Linked DNA regions of Mus musculus: region 1 is linked to region 2. Evidence: chromatin contacts called from public Hi-C data. All regions are on one chromosome and are shown on one strand. The core of a region is the stretch at or near the end of the contact, and the rest is flanking DNA. Distances in the headings are between cores, read along the strand shown. Region 1 has its middle 18 kb from the start of Gm31408. Region 2 holds the start of Tmem45b (transmembrane protein 45b).

Region 1 (3,689 bases), core at 1,171-3,670, 78 kb after region 2:
TTGAAAAACTAGAGTTTTTTTGTTTGTTTGTTTTAAGAGACAGGGTTTCTGTGGTAGCCCTGGCTGTCCTGGAGTTCACTCTGTAGACTAGGATGGCCTCGAACTCACAAAGACCCAACTGCCTCTGCCTCCTGAGTGCTGGGATTAAAGGAATGTGTCACCATGTCCGACTCACTCTTGCATTTTTATGTATGTATTTGTATATGTTTATGTGTATGTGGGTATACTTGTATCTGTGTATGCATGTATGTGGAGGTGTTTCTCATGCACTGTCCACTTCTCTCTCGCCCTCCCTGCCTCTCTCTCTCTCTCTCTCCTTCCTTCCTTCCTTCCTTCCTTCCTTCCTTCCTTCCTTTCTTTCTTTCTTTCTTTCTTTCTTTCTTTCTTTCTTTCTTTCTTTCTTTCTTTCTTTCTTTCTTTCTCTCTCTTTCTCTCTCTCTCTTTCTCTCTCTCTTTCTTTCTTTCTCTCTTTCTCTCTTTCTCTCTTTCTTTCTTTCTTTCTTTCTTTCTTTCTCTCTCTCTTTCTCTCTCTCTCTCTTTCCTTCTTTCTCTCTCTCTTTCTTCTTCCTTCCTTCCTTCCTTCCTTTCTTTCTTTCTTTCTTTCTTCCTTCCTTCCTTCCTTCCTTCCTTCCTTCCTTCCTTCCTTCCTCTCTCTCTCTCTCTCTCTCTCTCTCTCTCTTTCTTTCTTTCTTTCTTTCTTTCTTTCAAGACAAGGTCATTTTCTGGCCTAGAACTCACCTAGTAGGTAGGGCCAGTGAGTCATAGGTATCTGCCTCTCTCTACTTCCCAGAGTCTGTATTATAAGCTTGTGTCATCATATCTGATATTTTTTAAAATTTGAATTCTGGGGCATGAACTCGGGTTCTAATGTTTTCTAGGCAAGCATTTTACTCGATGACCTATTCTACTGTCTCATAGCCTAGTCACCCTCCCTCCCTGCCTTCATTTCTGTCTTTCTTTTGTGTATATATGTAATATATATGTATGTATGTATACATGTGAGAGTGTATGTGTGTGCATGTGTAGACCAGAGGTCAACCTTAGGTGTTGGACCTCAGGGCGGAGCAGGCTAAGCTGGTTAGCAAGCTCAAGTCATCAGTCTGGATCCAGCTTCCCAGTGCTGCCTCTACAAGTGTGTGTCGGCACACCTGGCATTCTTACGCAGGAGCTGGGTCAAACTTATGTCTTCTTGCTTGCATGGCAAGCATCACTGACCCAGCCATCTTCCCAGCCCACCATTTAACTGTCTTTCTCGGGACTGGAGAGATGATTCAGCGGTTGAGTATACCACACAAAACGGTCATTGTTAAACAGGTAGAAGTAGGAAAATCTCTGGGGTTGGAGAGATGGCTCAGCAGTTGACTGCTTATTGTTCTTAGGGAGAGTGAGGGTCCAGTCACCGGCAGTTACCAGTCTATAACTCCAGTTCCAGGGGAAGGGATGCCTTCTTATGGCTCCACAAACTTGTGCAGTCATAAACCCACACAAACAAGCACACAAATGTGCAAATAAACAATTAAAAAATTCTCCTCCTCCTCCTCTTCCTCCTCTTCCTCCTCCTCCTTTTTCTGTAGGACAAGCTGGGAAGGCTTTCCTAAGTCTGTGGGGCTTAAGAGCCACGAGGTAAGAAAAGACCCATCAAAGCTGAAGAGACCTCTTCTCTTCGTCACATAAAAGATAGTTTTATGAACTGTCTATATCTTTTGTTACATCTCGACGATTTTTCAAACATCCTGTGAAAATCACGTTCTTCCACAGTTCCTCTCCCACCAGGATGGTTGCAGTCTGGGATTTTTTTGAGGTTTGCTTTTATGCTTGAATAAGGCAGATCTAAGGCAACTTAACCTCAGGAGCTAACTTAGCCATGTGGAGGCCACACACTTGGAGAACTGCACCAACACCTCACACACACACCATCACAGTGGTTCCCAACCTTCCTAATGCCGCGGCCCTTTAAAGTGCTTCCTCGTTTTGTGTGTGCCTCCAACCATAGAATTATTTCGGTTGGTACTTTACAACTGTAATTTTGCTACAGGTATGAATCATAATGTAAATATTTTTGGAGATGGAGGTTTGACAAGGGGGTCATGACCCCATGGGTTGACAATGATTATACTAGAGGGTCTGGCCAGTCTAGCTTGTGAGAATCCTGTTTCCCATGTGACCTGAAACAGCTTTGCTCATTCCTCTCCCATTCCCCCCAGCATCGTGGCTTCTTTGTGCACATCACAGTGCTTAGCTCTGGGACCTCTCTGGGGTCCCAGGAGACGTCCCTCCTTGGATATTTGGCTTCCTTCCCATGCTTTGCAGCAGGAGCTCTGACCTTTGTCTCTTTAACCAGGAAGTATGTTTGGCTGGAAGTTCTCCAGGCAGTGAGGTGGCACAGGGGTTGCCCAGGCCACCTGTTTTCTTCCTCTCAGTGACCACTGCTCTGCACTGCCACGTCACACACTTTGCTCTACTTTTAGTTTTGAAAGTGGGAGAGGTAACTCCAGACTCTGATGTTCTATCCTGCCTGCAAGTGGCATTCTGTCTGGCTGACCGTTTGCATCTCTCAGCAGTTGTCTCTCTTCTTACCTTGTTGTTTTTGCTGGAAGACTATTACACACGAAGAAGATTGCAATCACAAAGCTAGATGAGTTTTCTTAATTTGTGGGTGTAACAATTTACATTTATATTCCAGAATTCCCATTCTGGAACGACCCTTACGTTTCTGGAAGGGATGCCTCTGCATCAGGACTAATTTTACATGATTAAAAAATACTGGTGGAGTCTCATGGGACATGCCTGTAATCCAGGCTCTTTGGAGAAAAAGGAAGGAAGATTGCAAGTTCAAGGCCAGCCAAGGGATACATAGCAAAACCTAGAAGCAGCCTGTCTGGATTGAGAGCATCTAAGGAACTCACAAAGATTTACAAGTTGGTGCTATGTAGAGGATTTTGGCTTTTGCCCCCTCCAATAAATCCATTAAATATTTTCATGGTCTCTCTGACAGTTTAGAGGTCTCTTTCACTTTTTTTTTTTAACGTTTGGAAGCGTTTTCAGTTCTCCACATGTTACATTGTTCACTGTGTGCTAATACTCTGTTTGTTCCCAGCATTTCCCGTGCTTCAGTCTGCGTGCCTCGAGTTCTTCTGTTTCCAAGCTCATCATTTCGTTCCTGTCCATCTCATTTGTTGTATTTTCATGATTATCATGTAGTTTTTCTTTTTGACACTGTGGATTTAGTCTCAGAAGTGCAATTTAGTCAATCAACGGATTCATTCATTCAAAGACGGAATCTTGTTATCGTGTATGGCATAGACTGGCTATAAATTCCTGATATTCCTGTTTTGGCCTCCTGGGTAGCCAGGACTACAGGAGTGGATCATCAGTGGATCATACAGGATCGTTTGCCCCTCCCCTCTCTTTCTTCCTTCCTCCTCCTTCCTCTTCCTCCTTTGCCCTCCTCCCCCCCTCCTCCTCCCCTCTCTTCCTTTTTCCTCCTTTGGCCCTTCTCCCTCCCCTTTCTTCCCTCCCCTCTTTCCCCCACTTCTCTTTTTCTGTTTCTCGTGCTTGAAACCCACTCGCAGCCTTCTGCACAAAGCTGACCTACATCCTAAGCCCTTGATTTATTTTTGAAAACTGTCTTCCACCTATTCAGCTGTAGTCTCTTCTCTGACTTCTTGAATATAGAGCACATGGCTGCT
Region 2 (3,778 bases), core at 391-2,890:
GTTCAACAAGCAAAAGAGTGATAACCTTTGATCGTCTCTTGATCATACATGGTGTCTGCACTTTGTACAACTGAGCATGAAGCTGATACCATCCTGAAGTAATGGGAAGACTCAGAAATCCTCTTAATCTCTCTCCTCTCCAGTGCTCACCTCAAAGTAACATTTGCTAAGATTAAGTCATAGCTTTAGCCAAAAACATTTCAGGGAAGACACCAGATACAGTGACTGATGCATCCCGTGAGATTCAACAGCTTCAGCTTGGCCATCAGAGGCAGCATCCACCAGGAAGGCAGGGGAAAGGACCACAGAATACAAAGGAAAGTGCCGCCATGGTACCTGTTTCCACCTTCCTAAACAAGAGCAAACTGAAGCTCTTTGGTAAGAGGGAAGAACGTTTGGTTTCTGTAATACTATTACAGGTACTGTGCAACCAGATAAAACCTTGCTCGATGCTCATCCTTTGTTAAAACAGTGGTTCCTATTCAGTGCAGCGGTACTATCCGTCTCTTGTCTTTTCCGGAGACTATAGAACAGCAGGTGACCACATTATTACTAAGCCAACAAACTGTCATAAAGAGCTGCCTCTTTGGCGTTCAAAATCCAGTCTCTACTGCGTAGAAAGCTCATATTGACAAAAAAACCGAAAGCGTAGGTTGCTTGTGAACAATAAACCATAGTAGCTATTTAGATAGGTGTGTAGTTAGATAAAATGCATCTGCCTTCCCAGCTTTGATAACTATGCTAATCCCAAAGTCAAATAGAACCCAGGGAAGGGCGACAGGGGGAGCAGTGTGTGGGGGGCAGGAAAGATGGAACGAAGCAGCAAGCAGCAGCCGTTGCTGAGACCTTAGGCGAGGCAACTGCTCTTACGCTTTTAAAGTTCCATTTTATGAGGCCCCACCTTTCCCTGCTGAAGTACAGATCTTTTTTTTTCCCATTACGGTGGGCCTTGTCTCCACTCAGTCCCTCTGGATTCAGGCAGGTGCCCCCACTTTCAGGCTCTCCTTGCTAAGGCCAAGGCTTTACTCTTGGCTTTTAGAAGCGGAGGCCAAACGATGGCCTGGAGGAGCTGTTATCAACCGTCTCTCATTATCAGACTTCCCGGCCTGAGGAATGTATCTGGTTCCTGTATTTATGGAGTCTTAGCGACAGATGGGGTGCAAGTGAGCGCGAGTCATTCTGGCACCCTGAAAACAACTCGAGGTCTCCTTAATAGGCACACCACCTAAGGTGGAGCGCCTGCTTCCCTGAGAATGAATGCCAGGCTTCGCACCTAGTCACCTAGTCGCAGTAACGCTGTGGACCCGAATCGTTCCAGGACCCCGGGGACAGTACAGAGGAGCAACTCCCGGGGGGAGCTGGTGAGGAGGACTACTCCTAGCCCCGAAGGGGCTAACCAACGGCTTCCTAGGTACTAGACTCCCTCTGCACTCCAGCACCCTCCCTCCATCTGAGTGAGCGCTTCTCTGTCTCCTTCCTGAGGATCCGACTCCGGATCCTCACCTCCCTTCCCAGGTGGTGCCTCCCTTTCTCCCGGCCCTGAGCCCCTGACCCAGCGGGAATCCTACCTCTTCCGAGCCTCAGAGGTGTCCACTTGCCAGCTTCGGTCACACGTGTGACCGCGGGTGCCCAGGAGGTGCAAGCGTCTGCACCCTGCCCCGCCCGGCCCCGCCCGCTGCAGGAGCTGGCAACCTCAGATGGCCCTAACCCTGCTGCTAGCACGACCTCAGGTGGCTCAGCACAGTACTTTTCTTCCAAGCACCTTTTCCCTGCTTCCGAGTGTCCCCTGTTTCTGAGAGTCCCCTGCTTCAGAGAGTCCCCTGCTTCAGAGAGTCCCCTGCTTCAGAGAGGCTTTCGGGGACCACAGGCACTCCTTTAAAAGTGTGTTCCCGAAAGCCCAGCCAGGTTCCTGGATCATCCAGGTGCACTACTTATGGAGACTTCCTGTTATGCAAAGCGATTTCTGGCCTGGGAGGAAGGGAATGCTCTGAGTGGGACTAGCTCTGAATTTCTCCAGCCAGGAAAACCACAGCTAACACGCAGGACAAATAGTCACTGACCACTCACCGCCAAGGAAGGCTCCGGTGGATGATACGTGGGCTTCTTCTTTTCCATTCTATTCTTTTCTACATCCATCCATCCATCCATCCATCCATCCATCCATCCATCCAATCAATCTTCTTTGTGCACGTTTGACAAAAATCTGTCAGGTGGGCACAGTTCTGGATTGGCATGAGAGGAGTTCCCGGGTGGTGTTTAAGATGCTGCAATAGTGGCTGCTCTCTGTAGCACTTGTAGCTAAGAGACTGACCTTATTTTGCACCGTTGCTGCCCCTTGTACTTCCTAAAGACATGAAGAGAATGCCAGCACTAAAGCTCTCTGCACACTCAGAGAAAGAACTCAGGGAGAGATACTAGCAGAGGAACCTCTGAAAAGCTGCTGTGTTTTCAAAAACGATATAAAAATCTGTATTCTCAGCTTGGGGACTAGCCCTCAGAGCAAAGGATCAGGTCCCGTCCTGGAGTGTGTCCACACCTGCAGATTTTGAAACAGAGGAAAGGGAGTAGCCCTACACAGTCATCAGCCAGGGAGAGGCTGCACTTGGTCACCAGTTCCTTCTGACGCTTTCTGCTCAGGACTGTTTTACTTTCCTTATAGGCTAAGATCTCGAGACAGCCGTGTGCAGTTTTATTGATAGAGCTACTGGTTGGTAAAGATGCTTTGACAGTTTCATTTATGTTTTGTGAGGCAGGGTCTTATGTAGCCCAGGTGTGCCTCTACCTTACCATAGAGCCACAGATGACTTTAGGTTTCTGGTCCTCCTGCTTGTACCTCACAAGCACTGGGATTGCAGGTGTGCACCCCTCTGTGTCTGGTTTATATAGTTCTAGTGGTTGAACACAGGGTTTGGTACAAGCTAGAAGAATACCAATTGAACTGCATCCTCAGCCCAGAGATTGTGTGTGTGTGTGTGTGTGTGTGTGTGTGTGTGTGTGTGTGTGTGTGTATGTACATGCGGAGGCTAGGTCCATGTTGGGTGTGTTCTCTCACCTTCCACCTAATTTTTGAGATGAAGTCACTCACTGACTATGGAGCTTGCTCACCTGTTCAGTTAGATTATGGGCCAAGCAAACTTTAGGGATCCTCTCTTGTCTGCAGTGAGAATACGGGGATGTGCAGCCCGCTTCCCGCCTAGCATTTTATATGAATTCTGGGGATCAGAACCTAAGCCCTCATTCTTGCCCCACAAGCACTTTACCAATGGAGCTACCTCCCCAGCCCTGAGATACTTAGGACCTCTGGCTCAAATTTAGCATCCAAATATTAAGACACACCAGTTTTTAAAGTATACCTTTGACGGTCGTTAACTTCATTGATCAACAGTTTTAATAAAAATCAAACAGTTTCAATGAAGTAGTGACAAGTATCAGGAAATCAACTTTGAAATAATACAATAATATGAATTATTATCAAATTGTTTTCTGATAAAGAGAGAACTCCCAAGTGGTGACACATATTTGTATAATCTTACCATTCAGGAGCTAGAGGCAAAGGGATTTCAAGTTCAAGGGCAATCTGGGCTTCACGGACTCTCAAAACACAAAAGTAGGGATGAAGGGGTGGCACAGCAGTTAGGAGCACTGGCTACTCTTCCCAAAGACCTGGGTTCAGTTCTCAACACCCACATGGCATCTCACAATGATTTATAACTCCAGTCTCTTAGGATCTAATTTTCTCTTCAGGCACCGCACAATTTGTACAGGGACATATATGCGG

The links. A called contact is a pair of places that touch in the nucleus more often than the background predicts.
Region 1: a contact with region 2 is called in a Hi-C map of colon epithelium, with 9 times the contacts expected there. The contact joins the enhancer-like site here to the promoter of Tmem45b in region 2. A contact is called at or near these places in 2 of 39 promoter capture datasets (embryonic stem cells and liver), 19 of 484 Hi-C or Micro-C datasets (8-cell embryo, Sertoli cells, adipose-derived mesenchymal stem cells and 12 more), 3 of 115 datasets of contacts at active chromatin or transcription factors (embryonic stem cells, intestinal crypt epithelium and intestinal villus epithelium) and 1 of 9 other capture datasets (liver).

The regions. Positions count from the first base shown.
Region 1 is chr9:31,539,616-31,543,304 of GRCm38.p6, forward strand. No RefSeq gene overlaps it. Among named protein-coding and RNA genes, the nearest start is that of Gm31408, 18 kb to the right of the region's middle. Within about 2 kb of position 2,421, at least 11 of the 459 cell types and tissues checked have an H3K27ac peak or open chromatin away from gene starts, as enhancers often do. A contact at or near this core is called in colon epithelium, intestinal crypt epithelium and uterus, where this site is marked.
Region 2 is chr9:31,462,598-31,466,375 of GRCm38.p6, forward strand. Tmem45b (transmembrane protein 45b) reads right to left here and starts at 1,641. Exons shown (of 6, transcript NM_144936.1): 1 at 1,569-1,641.